3 separate regions of the Mus musculus genome follow, and all the other regions are linked to region 1. A link is a contact called in public Hi-C and promoter capture Hi-C data. All regions are on one chromosome and are shown on one strand. Each heading gives the region's core, a stretch centred on a gene start, on an enhancer-like site or on the middle of the called end of the contact. The rest is flanking DNA. Distances are from core to core; before and after follow the strand shown. Region 1 holds the start of Tmem65 (transmembrane protein 65). Region 2 has its middle 30 kb from the start of Gm41329. Region 3 holds the start of Tatdn1 (TatD DNase domain containing 1).

Region 1 (3,561 bases), core at 715-3,214:
AACTTTACACATTAGTTTCAGTGTAGCTTTAAGCTTTATTGTGCAGGTGGGATTGGGATAATTGTTACCAAGAAACTTTTCCAAAATTGTACTTTATTTAAATAAGTCTAAAATAAACTGGTCTGGTGTCAGACTCCAGAAGTCTGAATCAGCACCAGCTGACTGCTGGCTGAGCTGAGGCTCTGGTAGTTCATTTCCCTGCTGCTGTAGAGCTTGCAGGACCCTCCCCCCCCCCCCCCCCCCCGCTCCCACAACACACACACACACACTGTACATGAAGCTGGATTTGGCCACAGTCCAAATCTGGTGCTTGGGACTTGGAAGAGTCCTGAAGGGTTTCTGGTTGTCATTCCAGCTCAGAAGGCTGTAGAAGGGAACAGTGGTGTCAGTGGAGGGCAGCAGTAGGAACAAAGGTGGACACGTTCTCTGGTAAGAATTGAAGGCAGTGTAAAGAAGCAATATGGGAATTTCAGAGTTTCGAGGAGTCCTCTTCTTCTCTAGGCCACCCGGCAGAAGGTGCCACCCACTCTAGGGGAGGGTCTCCCCCCCCCCCCCAGTTAGCCTCCCCCCCCCCGTCCCCCCTCCCGTTCACTCTTGAGGACATTAATTTTAACTGAAGGGTTTATAAAAGTACAGCTGATTGGACTCTCCGACATACTTTAAATCATCTCTGGATTACTTATAATAACCAATACAGTGTAGGTGCACGGAAATAGTTGTTACACTGTTCCATTAACGGAATAATGAGAAAGTCTGCAGATACATCTTTTTTTTCCAAGTACTTTTGGTCTGAGGTTCATTGCATTTGCAAGTTCAAAACCACAGCTGTGGGACTGGCTGTGCTGTCTTACGTGCTTATAGCACATTCACTTCATGCAAGGTTCTGAGCTGCAGCAGTGGTTACGATAAGGAGGGGATTTGGATCTTGATTACACTTGAGTAGATTTATCGTCTAAGCAGATTTATTTTTCTAAGATAGGGTGCCTAAGTGTCCTCAGATAGGTTCAGATAAAGCAGTGATCTTCCTTACAAAGAAGGGAACGTTTCATGAAGGAGGTGACATTTGACCCTGGCCTTGCAAATATCTAGGATCTGGGCAAGAGGGATGAGTCTCTCCTCCGCGTGGCACCAAAAGAGGGACATAAATCCCCAGAGACCATTCGATAAAGGTTTATGACATTCTCGCCCTGGCTCCAGAGTTGACAATCTCCAAGTAAACAGCTGTCGGGTCAGGGAAGAGTATTCTCCTCCCCAAATCTTAAGTCTCAGCCTCACACCCTCCTCTTTTTGGGACGGGTTGAGCCGGCCCTGCCGCCTTCCCCAGGGTGCTGCCAGAGAGGGCGTTTCAGCGCCGCACTGTCTGGCCTCGGTGGGCACTCTCTGGCTTGGCGAAGGGTGCGGCTCTTTGTGCTTCATGTCCCGCAGGCCTGGGCTGGGTGCGGTGACCCCACGAGGCTCTTATCCATCCGGCTGCTCCTCCAGGGCCGTCCGAACTCCAGATTTAGGACGGTGCTTCGGAGAGCAGTGCGGGAGCTGCACCACCCCGCCGGGCATCCAGCCCTGAACTCTATTTTGCTGCTCTCTGCCGTGCATTTAACACAGGCGGATGCCGTCTGACGGGGTAAGCACCCCTTCCTTTCCTTGCCACGCAAAGGAGTGGGTGGAGACTCCAGGATGAGCTCCCTCCCAAGCGGCTATGCGCCTGCGTGGCCCCGCCCAGTCCCCGCCCAGTCCCTGCCGCCCCGCCCTCCTATCCCGGGCTCCGCCGCTAGGGGTGGCGGCTGCGGCTCGGGCCTGATTGTCACGGCGCGGTTGCTTTGAGGGCGCAGCAGCCCTACCGAGTGAGGCCGGCGTGAGGCCAGAGGGTGGGAAAGCGGTCGGCGGCGGAGGGCGGCGCCGGAGGAGGGCGGCGCGCGGTGACTCATCCCTCTGGAAGATCAGACACGCTCGCCGAGCTCGCCCGCGCCGCCGCTCCTCATCCGGGAGGCGCCCGCCCGCCCGCACCGCCCGCCCGCTCCGAGCTCCCGGCCCGGCCGCGGCGCAGAAAGTTTTCCCGGGCTCACGGCCTGCGGGAAGCGGAGCGGGCACGGCTGGGAGGCGGTCGCCGCGCGGGCCCGCCGAGTGCATGGTGTCGGGCGCCCGGGCCGCGCGTCAGGAGGACCCGGGGCGGGGCCGGGCTGAGCCCAGCTCCTGAGCCTCTGTCCAGCTGCGCCCCGAAGCCGTCTTCCCTTGGGACCGCTGCGGGGGTCGCGCTCCAGCGCCATGTCCCGGCTGCTGCCGCTGCTGGGGAGCCGGACGGCGCGCAGCCTGAGGCCCGGCCCTGCCGCCGCGCCCCGCCTGCCGTCCTGGTGCTGCTGCGGCCGGGGACTGCTGGCGCTCGGGGTTCCCGGCGGTCCCCGGCTTCTGGGCACACACCCCAAGAAGGAGCCCATGGAGGCGCTGAACACGGCGCAGGGCGCGCGCGACTTCATCTACAGCCTGCACTCCACGGAGAGGAGCTGCTTGCTCAAAGAGCTGCACCGCTTCGAGTCCATTGCCATCGCACAAGGTAAGCGGGTGGGGCCGCCTGGGAAGACCTACTTCTCAGACCCCTGTCGCCTCCCCACACTCTGCCCCGCTCCTGGCACGGCCGAAAGGGGAAACTTTCCACCTTCCGAGTGTCCCCAAGACAGGACACGAGCGGATCGTGCCAGGTAGTTAGGGCCGAGCTTGGCTGGTGCCTCCCTGGCCGTGGAATTTCGGAGCTTCATCCTGAAATGTCAGCTGCCTCTCAGGGTTGTGTTTTGGTTTGTCCTGTGCCTCCTCTCTCCAGCCCTCCATTCCCTAAGCCTTTGGTGTCTTCCTGAGACCGTGTACCCATGCAGGTGGCATGCCCTGCCTGGTCTAAGAAAGTGCCAGGAACTGGGCAGGCAGCCGGAAACTTTCTTGAAGGTGTGTGGATGTCCCCTCCCAAGATGCTCTTGGTTTGTTATATTGCTTCTCACATTTGGTTGTGAAATGGCCCAAGGAAAGATTGTATCGAGCCAGCAACTGAGTGTGTACTGGAAGTCTGGAGATTCAAATTGAACTCCAGAGTTTGTTTCCTTGGAGTTTGAAAGAATGAAGTGAGTTTTTGGGTGGTTGGGGCTAAGAAATCTGTGACTTGAAAATGAAAAGCACACTTCTACTTAAAAATAATTGGGAAAGGATGAAAGGAAAGCTATTTTTAAACAGACACGTTAAGATAGGATATTTTTAAAACAAGTGCGGAATGTGGTAGGTCAGAATTTGAGTGTATGTGAAAAGGCATTGAAAAGATGCAAAGACTACAATGGATTCAGTCTTTAAAGTTTTTTTTTTCTTGCTATGTAAATTCTGTTGTATACACAAAAACACAGCTACTCTTTATGTGACATTTGGATGTGTTAGGAAGTTTTTAAATAGTTGAAGTTGGTAATATAAAGTATTATGTAAACATTCTGTAAGTTCTGAAGTATAGAACACTTCAGCACTGATTCGGAACGTGGCTTTCAGGCATCTTGAAAGGTTGCATTTGGCCTGTGCACGGGAGGAAAGCAAGCT
Region 2 (3,568 bases), core at 257-2,756, 94 kb after region 1:
AGATATTTGTAATGAGGTGTGGGAGGGTGTGATGGTTTGAATATTTCTGGACCATGGGAAGGGGCGCTATTAGGAGGTGTGGCTTTGTTGGAGTAGGTGTGGCCTTGTTGAAGGAAATGCATTACTTTGGGGGTTGGCTTTGAGGTTGATGCTCAAGCTCCGTTCAGTGCGGAAGAGATCCTCCTCCTGGCTGTTTGCAGAAGAGAGTCTCTTCCTGGCTGCCTTCAGACCAAGATGTAGAACTCTTGGCTCCATGCATGGTGCTCCAGCACCATGTTTTTGCCTGCAAGCTTCCATGCTTCCTGCTATGATGCTAATGGGCTGAAACTTTGCAATTGTAAGCCAGCCGCAGTTAATTGTCTCCTTTATAAGACTTGCCTTGCTCATGGTGTCTCTTCACAACAAAGGAAACCTTGAGACACAGGGACTGTAACTCAGAGGCAGACCACTCGATTGGCATATGTAAGCACCTCCCAGTACCAGAGACAAAACAAAGCAATAAATCCAATAAAAACAACCAAACCCTCTGAGATGGGAGCACAGACCTACAGCTCAGTGCTTTCCTGTGTAGGTACGTGCATCCATCTAAAGTTCTCAGCGTGGCCAGCACCTAAGAGCCCTTCTGCCTTCCATCTGTGGGCATCCTCAGGTCTGCCTGCTCATCTTTCCATCAGGGCTCAGCTCAGGTAGTGTCACCCATCCCTGTACGAATAGAGCAGGTTAAGTAGCCTTACCTACTATGTCTGTCCTCTGTGTGCTTTGGGACTTCGTGCCTGGCCACAGCCCAGACCCAAAGGGCTCTTTAGATGTTTTATTTTTCTATCTAGTTGATTTGTCTCCATTCAAGAGTGACCAAGTGCTGGGACAGTCTTAAACAAGTAGGGAGGGGGATGAAAGTTAAAGTCACGTTTGCTTCCCACCTGGATGAGGCCATCGCCGCCTGTCTTCCTGCAGTATTTCTGCCATTGCTTCCTAAATGAAAGTTTATCAAACTAGTAACCCCAGTACATAGGCAGGCATCCTAAGTGTGTGACATTTGTTAACTCTTTGGTCATAAAATAGCACTGTGAGGAAGATACCTCTGTTCATTATCAGCAAGATTTTTACAGGAGAGCAAGCTGACGTGTGGAGAAGCTAAGCAACAACTGGCGAAGCTGGAGTTTAAACCCAGGCTGTCTGGTCCCGAAGTCTGTGCTCTTAATTCTTGGCTTATTATTTCTCACTGTTCTGAGTGGAGATGGGCAGTGAGGGTTATTAATGATTGAGTCTTGACTGGCATGCAAACACTGCTGGATCGTCACAATTAAGGATGAAATCGGGACATTCGCCTAGTTTTATAATTATTGTGAAACTATGACTCAGAGAGATTTGTCTCAGTTTTCTAATTATTGCAAGCCTACAAATCAGAGATAAAGTGTCTTGACTGCAGGCTTAGATAGTCAGGGGCAGAGGCAGGAGTTAGCTCAGATGTCTGGTTATAAAGTTGATATATGTTCCCTCCTCTGTACCAAAAGATGGCTGATAAAAAACACCCAAGAATTAGACTCTAAGTCTCCCTTGGAGAGGCAGTAAAGGATGTCTGAAAGACTACATTTCGGTCTCAGTAGCTTTGTAGAATTAGAAAAGCAGCTTCCCCCATGGCCTGTGAGTTCTTCCGTTGCATTAGGCCACGGGATGAACAGGCAGCTGCGCCTCCCCGACTCTCAACCTCCCTGTCTGTAAAGCGAGGACACAGATCATGATTTTAGCCTTGTGAAGCTACTGTAAACACCTGGTACTATCTTCATGGGTAGGGTTTGAAGAATACAATTCGGTGAAAGAAATCTGTTTGAGCATGGAGGCTGAAGATCAAACCCCGGGGAACCAAGGACAAAAATCTGGCAGAACCTAATACTGCAGAAGTTTGGAGTGATTTCTCTGCAGGGGTGTCCTTGACACACCTTCTGCTTCAAAGTCAGGTCCATTTTCCCTTCACTAGCTCTTCTAATCTGGAGGCCATCTGCCCATGCACCCATCCATCCATCCATCCATCCATCCATCCATCAATTCATCCATCCGCTGATCTAGTTTTCCATTGTGTGTCAAACACGTATATTATCCTAGTTTCTGGGGTCTAAGATATAATATCCCCCCCCCAAATAATGGTTCCTAATGAGAAACACATACACACACACATACACACACACACACACACACTGGCACACACACACACACACACACACACACACACATATTTGATATATTATTAAGTGCTTAAAACTCCTAGAGAAAATTCTTTATATACATTTTATATACATTTTATTATTTAACTTTTACACAAACAAGGGAATATGGGGATTATCCTCCCACTTTATAGAGGACAAAAGAGGCTTGGGAGAGTTAATAATGTGACTAAAGCCAAGTGATCGAGAAGCAAGCAGGGGCCCAAGACCAATGCCCAGTTAGGACTCCAAGGCCCAAATTTCATTCTACAATTGTATTCACCCACACAGATGTTACCACTTCAAACGTTTACCTTTTCTCTACCAAGTGCTGTGCCTATAATAATAAGGAAGCTATGGCATTAGGACGGTTGTCAAATGGAGCTTGAGGTTAGTTGAGGACGATGCCTAGGGAGTTGATTTGAACTAAGATGAAAATACTGGCCTGAAATAAAAATGCACCCCACAGCAATGGATAAGTGGGTTTTGGAAAGTAGTGTTAGAAGCTGCTAACTTATTGACTGTGTAACAATCCAATCTTTTAGAAGAGCCCAGAACTTCTGCTGCTCTGTTCTTCACTGGGTGACCCGTTCTCCACTGGCTCTATGTACTGAGTGTTGTGGCTAAGGGAGGTAGCATGGAGCCTGAGCCTTGTGCAATGGCTTGGGGTGGAGTCTATACAAGCTTGTTCCTGTGCTGGTGCTGGGCCTGAAGCTGCCCTAGGGAAGCATGGCTAGACGCTAAGAGGAAAGGATGGCTGTGCATAGAGAGCAAGGATGATTTGGAGCCTGCAAGGATGGATTAGAACCATGTGGGGGAGTTGGAGCTTTCATCTCTCTCTCATTACCCTCACCTTCAATGATGTGAGCGACCTCGATATAAAGCTTTTGCTATAGGGCTGTGCATGTGCTTGTCCCGGGACTCAGCAATACTGAAGGTAGGGCTTAGTGGGAAGTCTTTACATCATTGGAGGGATGTCTTTGCTACTTAGAAATTTATTACCTTAATTCATTGTGTGTGTGTGTGTGTGTGTGTGTGTGTGTGTGTGTGTTAATTTCTTTGAATCTCAAAGGAGGAACCCAAAATGAAAAGCATGAGGCCAGAAAGTGTTCCAGATCTTGACTGTGGGGCATGCTGATGACATCATCTGTCCTCCAGATCCCTGGCCTTCCTTCTCAGGTTGCCTTCTTACTCCAACCAGGTCAGGCTCTGAAGAGTCTAGTCATCGGCATCATCAGCATCAGCATCATCATCGGCATCATCATCATCATCATCAAACACCGTGATCCTGGCAGCAGGCAGCTGGCAGCAAAACCAGACCATGGAGGTGGAGGCCCAGAGCAGGGAGGAGTGGGTTGTGCTCCTCC
Region 3 (3,651 bases), core at 400-2,899, 110 kb before region 1:
CACTGAGGACATCCTAAGGAGACACAGTGCCTAAGACAGAGCCTTAGGCGGAACCAGTGAATGTCCTAGAAGACAAATGAGGGCTAGGGGGATGTGGCTCAGTAGGTAAAGTACCATGCAAGCATTAGGACCGAGTTTGGAGTCCTAAAACCCACGTAAAGCTAGACATGGGAGCACACATCAGTGGTCCCAGCACCCCTCCTCAGGACGACAGGATGTGACAGATGCCCACAAGTTTACAGGCCAGCTGGCCTAGCATGCCAGCAGTGCTGTCCCAACAAGGAGGAAGGCAAGGTTGTCACACAGGTGATATCAACACGGGTTTTTTTGTTTGTTTTGTTTTAAGGGAACTGATGCGGACAAGGACTAAGAAAAGATGTCAGCTTTCAAATCTGTTAGTGCTGTCATAGTAGCTAGTTTGATTATTCCCTCCATGAATATGAGCCCTAATATCTCCAACTGTACTATAACACTGTCTGGATTCTTGAAGTCTTAACTTCTTCAGTAACACTGTTCCTTCTGAGTTTCCCCGTCACGTTCCCCGTTAATCCATGGGATTGCAGCTCAAAATCAAGGGTTAACTGTCATTTATTTGCCATCCAGAATGGACGCTGAATTGCAAATTCTGTTAAATAAATAAGAAAAACTTAGGAAAGAAGCTAGCAACTGTTCAGCATTGTACACTGCACCAGCCTGCATAACAAAGAGATGTAACCACAAACTTGTATCCTAGGATTCCAGGGTTACCCTCTGCAGGTCTTACAGGGTTACTTGATTTTCCATCTTTTTCTTGGAAGTCCTCCTTGTGGGATTAGGTTTTAGGGTAAGAGTGTAGCGGTATGGGACTTACACATCTTCGGTTGTCACTGCCCCTTGCATTTCTTTTAGGTCATGAAAGTCTACACGTTTTAACACTATATTGTTGTTTGTTTGTTTGTAAGAAGGGTATTTTTTTTTTTTTGGCCTAGCCTCAAACTCATAATGTAATGGAGAATATCTGTCTCCCCCAACATATGCCACCGTATGAGACTTAACGAGAAGACTAGTAACAATGGTTAAAGAAATAAAATGACGTAGGAGGTGGAATAGAATGAGCCTGCTTATCTGTAAAATCAGGCTAAAATAATCACTAATATCTGAGTTACTCTGCAAACTAAAGATAATGGACAAATTACTGTTAAGGTTAGGGACGACAGAGTCATAAAAACGTTAGCTTTAGATCCATGACAATGACAGTCCTAGGTACTTTTTATTTCTTCATGCAACTTTCTACGCTGGGTCCTGGTTGCGCCCCACACAATCATCTCCGCCAGATCAAGCAGAGAGGACTGCATCGGGACCCGGGTTCAAGGGCGGGCTCCCTTCACTGTGTCCCCCAAGTCCTTGATCAGCCTGGCCCACGGGGCCCCTCGGCTTCCGTCCCCGAGCCCCGGGTCCCCTCTCCCCACCTGTGGATACACCATGACTCGAGGTGGCGCAGCGCGCGCTTATACAGCCGCAGCACCTTCTGCTGGTGGGTCAGGTAGGCCGGGGGAGCGCAGAACGCCATAGCGTCCGGCTCACCTTCAGCGGCCGCCGCGGGGGCTGCCGGGAACCCGGAAGCGGGCGGTTGTGAGGCGGAACCGGAAGGACGAGCGTGCTCTGAGCCACTTCCGCTTTTCCCTGGGAGGAGCCTGCCGCGCCGTCATGAGTCTCTTCAAGTTCGTGGGTAAGGGCAGGTTTGTCTTGGTCGTGAGCCTCGCTGACAGTCCCGGGTCCCCTTTTCGCGGCATGGCCTTTCCAGGGCACGGAAGATGCCCGGAGGCCTCGCGTGCTGGCAATGACTGATCTGGTTCTTGCTGGAGGATGGTTTCCCTAGTGCATGTTCATTTATGAGCATTCCCGGGCAATGAATCATTGTGACTTGTGCTTTTTTTGTGTGTGTTTAATTCAACTGGAAAGAGAGGAATAGGTGTGGGGTGTGCTTCAGCCGTAGACTGATCGCCTAGCATGGGCTAGTCCCCGAGTCCTCCCATCTCTCAAAAAGCACCGCCCCCCAAGCCAATCACTTTTCTTCTGTCTTTCGTGAACTCTTCTACATGGCCGGCCTGACAGTCCCTCCAAGGTACCGGTTCACTCAGTCATCCCTTCATACCACAGACAACTCTGGGAGGCTTGACATTGAGTCCCGGGAATGTGGCCAAGTCCTGCTCACAGGCCATCTAGACATAAACGGGAGTCCTCAGACGGGAGGGGGTGGCAAATTGTGTCGCCTCGCAAGTTCCACGATCCATCCGACAGCTGGAGAGTGCGGCAAGGATTCAAAATGGGGGACATTGTAAGAGTCAGGGTTGGAAGGATAACTTGGAACCCTAAAGTCTCGATTACTTAAATTTCACTTCTATTGGGAGTGGCGTTCCAATGAAGGCTTTTCAGCAAATCTTTGAGTGCCAGTTGTACGGAAAGAGTCTTGCCTTCTGGGATACCGATGTGGGTAGTCTCAGTATGAACCTCGTCGTTGTGGACTTTCCCTGCTATTTAAGGGTGGGAAGTGACAGGGAGGAGGTTACCCTGATAGTCGTTTTGTAGATTTTGTGGCAGATAAGGGGACGAATGTAAGTATTTCAGGTTTTGCAAACAGGGAAAAGAATAGAAAAAGAGAAATGGGATGGTTGTGCATAGCATTTAGCACTGACTGTTCATGCCTGTTGTGGGAAGTGAAGACCCAAAGATGGCAGGTTAAGAAATACCTAGGCCATCTGGATCTAATAGATTAGGTCCATTCGTGAGTTAAAGGACATCCAAATAGAGACATCCTCCGAGCACTCAAAAGTGGAATCAGGAGAGTGGTTAAGGTTATACAGTAAAATCTGAGAGACACCTTAAGCAATATATTTTCCCAAGACACTGTATTTAAATATGGAGTTGTGAGAAATCTAGTCGTGAGTTAGTTTCCACACCAGAGACGTGAGGCCTATGGCCAGTCAAAGCAAACGTGGGGAGAATGTTAGCAGGTTTTTCAAAAACTCTGTGAGAAAGCCTGAAGTGAAGGTTAGGTGTTCTGGGTTCTTGATGTGATGTGCTAGGAAGTGGTATGTCCTGGAGAGGGCACAAGAGCCCTCACTCCTCACCTCATACTGTCTGTCCCTGTTCCTGGTTGTTAAGAGTCTACGCTGGGCGTTTCCAGGTTCGTGGTTGCTTATCCAAAGAACTAAAGAGAAGGGCTCACACAGACTTACAGAATAAGTGAGGAAACCTTATTTTGTGGAGCAATAATATATATTAAAAAGCGGAATGAAGGGTTTTTGTTGTTGTTTTTGAGACGGGGTTGCTCTGTAGTTCTGGCTGTCCTGAACTCACTCTGTAGACCAGGCTGGCCTCGAACACAGAAATCCACCTGCCTCTGCCTCCCAAGTGCTGGGATTAAAGGCGTGCGCCACCATTGCCCAGTTGGAATGAAGGTTTGTTACTTGCAATGTTATAATACAATTTAAAATATATTTAATGTTGTGGATCTGAGAGTGTGGCAGAGAATGCAGTTTTGGGTTTTTTTTTTTCCTTTTTGTCTTATACCTTGTTATTTGAAAGCAGACTTAGTATATAAACAACTCAGTGTGTCCATGCCTCAATAAAGTTTTATGGACATTGAATATTAAACTTAAAAGTTGATTT

Evidence for each region. A called contact is a pair of places that touch in the nucleus more often than the background predicts. Capture Hi-C pulls out chosen DNA fragments and counts their contacts.
Region 2: a Hi-C map of uterus shows a contact between it and region 1, with 1.9 times the contacts expected there. The contact joins the enhancer-like site here to the promoter of Tmem65 in region 1. A contact is called at or near these places in 2 of 39 promoter capture datasets (cranial neural crest and hematopoietic stem and progenitor cells), 2 of 15 datasets of contacts at CTCF or cohesin (CD8 T cells and embryonic stem cells), 9 of 484 Hi-C or Micro-C datasets (the HL-1 cell line, the N1E-115 cell line, bone marrow-derived macrophages and 3 more), 11 of 115 datasets of contacts at active chromatin or transcription factors (the SCID.adh cell line, bone marrow-derived macrophages, embryonic stem cells and 5 more) and 1 of 9 other capture datasets (pancreatic islet).
Region 3: a contact with region 1 is called in a promoter capture Hi-C map of adipose tissue. The contact joins the promoter of Tatdn1 here to the promoter of Tmem65 in region 1. A contact is called at or near these places in 4 of 39 promoter capture datasets (the C10 cell line, HPC-7-derived erythroid cells, liver and 1 more), 24 of 484 Hi-C or Micro-C datasets (CD4 T cells, CD8 T cells, the G1E-ER4 cell line and 17 more), 4 of 115 datasets of contacts at active chromatin or transcription factors (the SCID.adh cell line, effector CD8 T cells, embryonic stem cells and 1 more) and 3 of 9 other capture datasets (adipose tissue, liver and pancreatic islet).

Annotation. Positions count from the first base shown.
Region 1 is chr15:58,821,830-58,825,390 of GRCm38.p6, reverse strand. Tmem65 (transmembrane protein 65) reads left to right here and starts at 1,964. Exons shown (of 7, transcript NM_175212.4): 1 at 1,964-2,548. The coding sequence starts at 2,263.
Region 2 is chr15:58,727,764-58,731,331 of GRCm38.p6, reverse strand. No RefSeq gene overlaps it. Among named protein-coding and RNA genes, the nearest start is that of Gm41329, 30 kb to the left of the region's middle. Within about 2 kb of position 1,506, at least 2 of the 459 cell types and tissues checked have an H3K27ac peak or open chromatin away from gene starts, as enhancers often do. A contact at or near this core is called in uterus, where this site is marked.
Region 3 is chr15:58,931,736-58,935,386 of GRCm38.p6, reverse strand. Tatdn1 (TatD DNase domain containing 1) reads left to right here and starts at 1,649. Exons shown (of 12, transcript NM_001368428.1): 1 at 1,649-1,708. The coding sequence starts at 1,687. It overlaps Ndufb9 (NADH:ubiquinone oxidoreductase subunit B9), which reads right to left and starts at 1,586. Exons shown (of 4, transcript NM_023172.4): 1 at 1,449-1,586. The coding sequence starts at 1,549. Gm36559 (a long non-coding RNA gene) reads left to right here and starts at 2,111. Exons shown (of 2, transcript XR_875364.2): 1 at 2,111-3,651.